Regions from separate parts of the Gossypium hirsutum genome. Here region 1 is linked to region 2. The links are chromatin contacts, called in public Hi-C maps. All regions are on one chromosome and are shown on one strand. The core of a region is the stretch at or near the end of the contact, and the rest is flanking DNA. Distances in the headings are between cores, read along the strand shown. Region 1 holds the start of LOC107948578 (putative phosphatidylglycerol/phosphatidylinositol transfer protein DDB_G0282179). Region 2 holds the start of LOC107914412 (RNA-binding protein CP33, chloroplastic).

Region 1 (4,666 bases), core at 351-2,850, 450 kb after region 2:
TTGAAAAGTATTTATAAGTACCAATATGAGAAAGAGGTATAGACTCACCATTTGACAACCGAATAAACTTGTGGTTAGAATCATAAGAAATTGAAGAATCTATGCATTGTAAGTCAAATATCATGTGACCAGTAGCTCCTGTGTCCAAAATCTATTCTAAAGATGTGCTTTCAACATTGTTGTAGCTAGAAATCATACTTGCGAAATTGACAACCATATCAATGGAAGGCTCTTTATGCAAAAGCTCAAGAATCTACTGATATTGTTCCTTAGTGAATAGTGGAGTGACTTGAGCTGATATAACATCTCATTTTTCTACATCAGAACTAGTAACATTGTTAGCTTTTTTCTTTCTAAATTTGTGCAACACCTCTAATTCTAGTATAGTAAAATGGTACTGCTTTGGGACTAAATACAATGAAATTATGTGGAAATCTGGAGGTGGAGGTAACAATGGTGGTGAGGGGGAATGGAAGAGGAAGGTAAATCTTGAGGATCAAACTAAGACCATTTAGAAATTTTGAGGGTTAATTTTTTAAAATTATGACTAAATCGTAAAATTTAAGGGCCAAATTTATTATTATACCGATTTTTAACACTAAATTTATTATTATATCGATTTTTAATTGCCGCTTCAACTTCTTGTCAGAGATTTAACGACACTTAATGAAAATGGACCAAAAAAAATAATCTCAATTAGTTTGGTGATCAAATTAAAAAAAAGATTAATATTTAGATAACTAAAAAAGAAAAGGAGCAATACTGGGGTGACCTGTTGTATAATTTATCCTAATTTATATGTAAACAATTTGTTGATTTTTTAAATTTTAAAATAAAAGTGATTATGTTTTATTTTAAAAAGATTGGATAAGAGATATGGTTCCAATAAAATTGAAAAGGACACAAAAAGAAATCAATATAGAATTATCATGTATAAAACTTGAAAATTTTAGATCAATATTTTCCTTAAAGAGAGAAATTATTATTTTGGAAGAAAAATATTTAAAATTTAAATATAATAAATTGGTAAAATATAAATTATTATTTTTATTACTAAACTTATCATACAATTAGGAAATAATTAAATATACAATTGGTATTTAAGTTTAGTTTTAATATACTAGTTGATATTCGAATTTATCTCGACAATTATGATTATGACATTATTATTTGAAATTGAATATATATATTTTTGTAAATTATAAATTTTAATGTGACCCAATAAATATTTTTATTATTTTGATTTTGATTTAATATTTTTATAAAAATTATATTTTCTTTGATTTTTAATATATTTATTTTTATAAAACGTTATATTTTTGTAGTTCTTTGTATGAAAAAAATATAAAATTTTCTTTTTTGATTCTTTATAAAACTTTATAAAAATATTTTTAACTCTTATTTAATTTTTAATTTTTAATTATAAAATTTATGAATATTAGAAATATTTTTTTTAGATATAAAAAAAATCGGATTATGACAATACATGGTTGAAATATTCAAAAAATATCAACGTGGTTTTGCATAGTATCAAGTACCAACTTTGGCAGGGAAATGAAATACAGGTGTACTTCAATAGGAATGAAAAACAAAATTGGGTATCAAAATGCACCTTAAAGTTAAAACGCAAATACCAAAGAATAAAAAAGGAGAAGGAAGCCTCTTGGTCGAAGAAACATAAAAAGACACCGCTTCTTATTAAAATAATAATGAGAATCACCTAACAGTCACCGCCAACCAAACTGCCAGTCTGGTTTGTCTAAGTAACAAGTCGCTCCCCGTCAATCGTGCTGACCAAAACAGACCAACGGCCTAGATCACCCCCAATTTCTCCAAACTGCTGTACTAAATCTTTCTTCTCCCCACCATATATTCCCCCTTCATTTCCAGCACTCTTCTCTCGTCCCTAATACCAAATCAATCCTCAAAATCACTGCAAACTGAGATTTATATACATATCTGAACTTTAATTTTCTGTAAAATCGAAACCAGATGGAGATGATCCAGTACAACCGGTTCATCGCACCCCTCTTGCTCCTCTCGTTGATTCTAGTTGTTCCCTTGGCAGTCGCCACCGACGTTAAATATTGTGGTTAGTTTCTCTAAGCCCTAGGTTCGCTGCCCTTTTTTTTTTTAACTAAATTGTTTTTATTTTATTAATCGATGAAAATTCTATTATTTGTTTACCGAGGAAAATTAATGATGTTATTTTTTTTATTTTTATGAAATTAGCTCTCAATATTAGGATGTAACTTTTTAGTTTTTGAATCTAAATAATAATAATAATACAAATGCAGATAAGCAAGGTGAGTATGATGTAAAGGTTCAAGGTGTTGAAATTTCGCCAAACCCGATCGCCAGGGGTCAGCCTGCTACCTTCAGTATCGCAGCAACAACAGGTAACTTATCTATGTTTTTCAAATAATGTAATTGTTATCAGATGGTAGCTTTGTGTCGGTATATGATGATTGATGAGGCTTGTTGTAACATGCGACCAAAGTGTGTAGTACTTTAAGCTTGTGATTGAAGGTGGGCGTTGTTTTCTATAATGATGTACAGGTGCAGCTATCGATGGGGGGAAACTGGTGATCGAGGTTTCGTATTTTGGATGGCACATTCACAGTGAGACTCATGACCTTTGTGATGAGACATCTTGCCCTGTCTCAACTGGTGATTTTGTGGTTTCTCATTCACAAGTTTTGCCCGGATATACTCCTCCTGTAAGTCTGAAACTTATGTTGATTAATAGTTGCTGAACGGTTGGATTTTCTTTTTAATTTTTGTTTGCATCAATATTCTAGCATAAGCAGAAGAGTTAAAACACTGTCGAAACTTTTTGTCTAGTTCTGGTTGAGTGTGCTTTATGTTCAGGTATTTTGAGTTGAAAGGAATATATATATGCATATATATATATATACGTGCACACACATAAAGGAAGAGGGAAAAGGCTTTTCTTTTCCTTTCAGAGTAAAGGAAAAACAAAAACAAAGGATTGAAGATCAAAATGAAAATCAGAACAATTAAAGGCAATATCGTTGTTCCTTCCCTTCTATTTTGTTCTCTTGCAAGGAAATAAATTGGGTTTTTATGGGATTGGAACTATGCTGAACCCTTCCTTCTCTTTGCCTCATTGTATTCTCATCTGGTTAAACTAATGCAATGCTTCAGACTCCCTTTACTTCAAGTTTTTTAGCAACCTTTTCGATCATGCAAAATATGTATTGGTGTTTTTGCAAGAATTATCAAGTCATAACAGGTTCAGTTCTTTCCAAATTCTTTTGAAAACAAATTTTAACTCATAACAGATTTGAGTCATCATTTTCAGCTATACAGTTGAGTTTTGGTTGTTTGCCTATATCCCAAGCTTTGTTTCATCGATTATGATATATCACAAGCTTACTCACTGCAGTAGGCTTGTTTTCTCAGTTTATTCTCACAACTAAACAGTGATTTATGTATGTTCCAAATGCAAAGAACAATCAGGGTTTCTGCATGCGTTTTTTTTGGTTAAAATGGAAGCCTTTTTGACTAAGATTGCTCTTCATTTGCTTAGAAATAAGTCCCTCGTTCTTTCATCTATTGTTATTTGTTTGACATAATATATTGGAATTGATCGTTGCTTGTTGAGAAGTCTAAAGTTTGCATTTATTTGTGAGATCAATCAGCAACAAAATCGAACAATTTTGATTCCAATTGGCAGCCTTTCGAGGTCAATGAGATGTACTGTAATAAGGGATTCACCACAATCAACCTTGGATTAATTACATCTGATAAGTTTTAACCTTATGCAGGGCCCGTACTCTCTGAAAATGAAGATGTTCGATGCAAACAAACGTGAGTTGACATGCATCGGATTTGATTTTAGCATTGGGTTTGCATCATCTGTGGCTGATAGTTAAACATTAGGATTTAGAACACACGTTAATGGCCATGTAAAGTACTCTATGCTGTTATGTTCTCTATATGCCTTGTTGGATGAAACCGTTATCTGGTTCTTTAATAAATTGCTCGACATTCCGTAGGATATTATGATTTTTCTGAGTTGCTCAATTTTTTAAATATTCGTATTTGATAATGTATATAGTTCGAGAAAACGATACTTCAAATGTACGACTATATGAATTTTAAAAAATTTTAAATATGCATTTAAGGGTTTACCTGTTGAGTTACAATTGGACATTCAAATTGTATGACTTAACGATAATTTATCTCATAACATTACCATTGTTTTATCAATTTCACTCTTATTTTTTTTAGTTAAATTTGATAATTAATATTTAAAAAAATATCAAATTGCTTTTCTTTAATAGAAGTATTAACTAAAACGTTATAAAAAGTTAGCAAAAAATTAAAAATATTAATACGTAAAAATATTAATATGAAGTACATGTGAACAGATTATGTTTAAAAATTTAATATTTTAGTCAATATTTTTATAAAAAAAATACTTTTAATTTTTTTTAAAACAAAAAAAAAACCATAAATGGCCTAAATTTCATTAATAGAATCTTGAATTACGTGAATTTCTCTTATGTGAAGTCAGCCTATTACTATTCCTGGGCACCCATTTCACGTCGTCCGAAGCAAACATCTCCAGTTTCCTGCATGTTTCATGCACGTACTTACCCATGATGGTAATATCCATGCCGCGTCTTTTAATTCTATT
Region 2 (4,442 bases), core at 1,372-3,871:
CAATTTTCGTTTATCATTTTCAAAACTAAAGTCGACCCCCGTTTTTTTTTTAAATAACAAAAAATAGTTTCAACAGTTATTATCACTGTTCCTCCCAAAGGAATTCGTATACCTTTTACATTGAGAAGTTTCTCTGTGTCATCTCTCCAAACAAATTTATCATTCTCCGCCAATGAAGGATTGGTCTAGCCAGAAGTTCACTAAGGCCCCTGTCCTGTCATCAAGATGCGTACTCAGGATGCTGATGTCCCGGTCTTGACCGAAAATTCTCAAGACCAAGACCACACCTTACTGCTCCATATTGGACCCCCAAGGAATCCGAGGGGTTTGCTCAAAAGAAATCCGTGACATTACTCAGCTAGAACACTTGCAGGTATTTCTGGTTGCAATTTTAGGTATTTCGTGTGTTATGCAAATCATGGTTCATGGGAATTGCCCAGAAATTTATCAAGACCCAAAGTTCATAATTGGCCAACTCAACCTTAGTGCAACAAGAAAGAATCGAAGTGACTATTTAACCAAATAAGAATGGACGTCTATAGGAATTTTTACTTTTGGAATTGTCATAATATGCATAACTCAAACAATGTAGAACTACATATAGTCCAAAATTTAGAAGTCGAGTGAATCATCTCCCTTCTCTCTATGATTTACATGCAACACATTTTTAATCAGTTCTTGAATAAGGTGGAAAATGATATTTATGGAAACATAATCTGGAAGTGAAAGGTAATATATCTGCATAATTTTCTAGATCCTCCTTTCAAAATCACCTATTTGTTTTAGTATACCTATCAAACAGTGACGCTTGAAACCAATTCGCTCCTCTCAAGACTATTTTCGGCAGGCAAAGGAGTACGAGGAGCTCTATCTGCAGCCATATTTAATCGTAGAGGTCGACCTTCAACCTCCTACAAGCGTGACCATATTGAAACACACATTAAAAAGGGAATCAAAACTTCAATGCTGAGTTATTCAGTAACTGACTCTTACCACTCCATTCATGGCAGTTAGAGCAGACTCAACGGTCTCTGCTGACTCGAAGGAAATGAATCCAAAACCACGAGACCTTCCCGTGTCCTTTTCATAGATGACTTTAGCACTCAACAAGCCTGGCTGGCTAGCAAATGCGTCTCTGAGACCTTCTGAAGTGACACGCCAACCTAGGTTTCCTGCATAGATCTTGTAAGGGCTGTCGATAAAGCTTGTGTAACTTCTCCGAATCCTTGGTCCCATTACTTCCCTCTCACCTCCTTTTGGGACCTCCGGGAAGTTCACCTTCACTGTCCGACCTCCGACTTGCTGTTAGCATTTAGGAACAAACAATTTACTAGTAAGTCAAAATGGAATATCCCACAGAAATGGTGCTCCAAAAATCAAATAAATACCCTTCAATTGTAAACCTAATAATCATATAATCTAATTGAATCTGACATTAAGAGGATGGAAGAGTAGAGGGCTTTTGTGTGGTTCTAGGAGTGTTGATCATTAGAAGAAGATGAATCATGCAGGATCCAAATATTAGCTCTTTAGAGCAATATTTGCTCTGATGTCATAACAGATAAACATAGTTGATCTAAGACTAAGTTGAGATAATGATTAAAACCGGAATTCAAACGGAAGTAGTTCCAACAGTCAACATCAAATGTTTAATCAGGCAATGCAAACAAATTAGTGATAAAAAAAAGAAGAAGCTACTTTATGGTCTTTTCGTCTATACATTTATAATATTTCATTGGGAATTGAAGGTTCAAGCGATGGTTAATGTAGAAAGTCAAAATAAAACTCTATTATTGAACTTACAGATCCATCAAACAGTCTAATTGCTTCTTTGGCCTCATCAACGCTCCCCATTGTTACAAAGCCAAATCCCCTGCTCCTATCCGTAACTCGATCATAAACAATCTATTAAACAAAATTAAACGAGAAAAAACCATTAGCCAAAGAAAAAAAAAGAACAAGGAAAATAAAGTAGGATAACCCAAAATCGAATGGTTAAACAATAAGAAAAAAAATCCACAAACCTCCACTTTAGCAACACTACCAGCCTCACTAAAAATCTCAGTTAACTCAGAAGAAGTCATTGAATAAGGCAAATTCCCAACATACAACTTTCCTTCTTCACCGCCAGACTCTGAAACCTTATCTTCTTCAGCTTCCTCTTGTTGTGGTTGTTCTTCAAGGTCTTGAGATTCTGTTTCTGGGTATTCTTCTCCACTGCTTTGGTCATCTTCAGTAACTTGGAAGCTGTCAAAAGCTGCTGAAAAGCAGGGCAGACGTGGGAGAGATAAGTTAAGAGACAAAGGAAGGGAATTGAGGCTTTGGGTTTTGAGGTTGGAAGGTTTTAACTGCTTAGAGCTAAGTCTTGAAGGAAGGAAGTGAATCGATGAAGAAAAAAGAGAGGAGGGTTTGGTGTTATTGTAAAGTGAAGAAGAGACAGCTGCAACACCGGCTGCCATGGGGAGTGTAGGAGCTGACATATTTCTCCAAAGAGAAGAAATGGATGACCAATGGAAACAATGAAAAGAAATGGGATATTCTAAAAGGAATTAAAATGGGAAATGGCTGGAAGATGGATAAGGTTCGGCAGGATTTTTTCTGTCTTTCCATTGAAGTGTCCTTAGTTGGTGTTGGTCCAGAATCTGGATTATCAACTTTGGGTTGGATTCTAGTTGGGCCACCTGAAACTAGTAAAACATGAACCCATTATATTTCTTTACGGATTTTCCTTTGCAATTTTCCTTTGGTTTAATAAATAATTTAGTATTGTATTTGATAAAAATTAAATATTTTGGTTCATAAAGGTAACAGTGTTAACTTTTAGTATTGAATTCAGGTTTTAGAGTTGAGTTGATAAAAATTTATAGTCAACCTTAAAACTCGAATTAAATCATATCAATCATATTATATATGATAAACTAAACACAAGATTAAATAAATTCACAATTAGTATTAAATTTATTTTATTAAAAAAATTATGAAAAATTCAAACTTAATAATATTACCAATTAACTTCCATTAAATTAACCCTAAAACTTGAATTAAACACTAAATAATTAACCTTGTTACCTTTAAGTACCAAAATATATAACTTTGATCAAATACCAAATTGGACCAAAAAAATAACACAAATACCATATTAAATGGTTTCATTTTCATTTTAACTACCAACAATAATCCCAAGATCATACGCGGAATTATACATGAGGAAGCAAAATGGTATGGACAAATTTAGCACTTCTCAAAGTAATCCAACGAAGTAGATCAAGAATATAATATAAAACACATCTAATACCACAACCATAAAGATTATTTCACATATACCTACATAATTCCGAGTTAGGAACTCCACAATTCTAAACATTTAGGATTACAAAAAAAAAATAATAATAATAATTAAACAAACTTTGAAGTTTTCTTTCTTGTTGGATCAGTGGAAACACTCCATTTATATAGTCTGACTGATCCATTATATATCTTATACTAGGTTTAATTGAGCATCTTCCACCATACCTAAGAGAGCAATGGCGTTGAGAGTGGTAAAGAAGAGCTTTAAGTGAGACGAGCCAAGAATGATTTGCCTAGCAACCGAAACCTGATCCCTTTGGTTGCTGCAGGGAAAGTGGGAAACCGAATCCCCACTAATCCCCCGAGAATCAAATTTTCAGGTTGCAACAATACTTATCTGCTATTGCAACCCACTTGCTGAGATCCCCCCTGGAATACATGCTGCTGCTCACCTCTCTGACCCTGAAAATGTTGAGCCTCCTCCATTTGGTTCCTTGTACGAGTTGATGGTTCCACTGTCAGACTGTAGGACTTGAGAAATTTGTGAGCCTGTAAGCCGAGAAAGTTGCCCTTCATTAGCTTTCATCATCTGCATTCCATCTTTGCCGGTGTTTGAACTTTTTGTGTTCAAGAAAAGGCCTCCATTTCCCCTTGGATGACGCACTGCGTGCAGATGGCGCGAGTAGTGCAAATATGGCTGTAGGACAAAAGCATAATCTAAATATTTCATGCAGTTTTCAAGTCAAGAACCATCTAGTACTGTTTAAATATACCATATCCAACTTGTCTCCACAAAAGCTTGGGCCAAAACTTTCCCAACTAAAGGATTCAGAAACCAAAAGAAAGAAGATCATATACCTTCCGAGCTTTAGTCACTTTAGTCTCAAGTGCAGCCTTTGCACGGTATCGCCGACGCCTAATGATTCCATTGTACTGCCTGGCATTTACGTATATGGGTCCGTCCTCAGTAGCCAAGTTCAACGGCAGCATAACACGACCCTAATTTCATACATTTGGGTTACATGAGCATTATATAGATAAAGAACATTTCGACCATGGTCATGAGGGTTAGCAAGAATTAAACAGATCCAGTTATAGATGATTTGGAGCTATCTCTCAACCGTAGAGCATCCATTGCCACATATGTGGCTCAT

Evidence for each region. A called contact is a pair of places that touch in the nucleus more often than the background predicts.
Region 1: a Hi-C map of leaf shows a contact between it and region 2, with 3 times the contacts expected there. The contact joins the promoter of LOC107948578 here to the promoter of LOC107914412 in region 2. A contact is called at or near these places in 8 of 34 Hi-C or Micro-C datasets (callus, fibers and leaf).

What each region holds. Positions count from the first base shown.
Region 1 is chrA04:18,841,850-18,846,515 of Gossypium_hirsutum_v2.1, forward strand. It overlaps LOC107948578 (putative phosphatidylglycerol/phosphatidylinositol transfer protein DDB_G0282179), which reads left to right and starts at 1,601. Exons shown (of 4, transcript XM_016883186.2): 1 at 1,601-2,092; 2 at 2,298-2,399; 3 at 2,560-2,720; 4 at 3,792-4,024. The coding sequence starts at 1,993. The coding sequence ends at 3,899.
Region 2 is chrA04:18,388,572-18,393,013 of Gossypium_hirsutum_v2.1, forward strand. LOC107914412 (RNA-binding protein CP33, chloroplastic) reads right to left here and starts at 2,622. Exons shown (of 4, transcript XM_016843325.2): 1 at 2,025-2,622; 2 at 1,804-1,905; 3 at 994-1,302; 4 at 538-911. The coding sequence starts at 2,480. The coding sequence ends at 795. It overlaps LOC107917372 (nuclear transcription factor Y subunit A-10), which reads right to left. Exons shown (of 6, transcript XM_016846730.1): 4 at 4,147-4,287; 5 at 3,741-3,985; 6 at 3,479-3,611. The coding sequence ends at 3,479.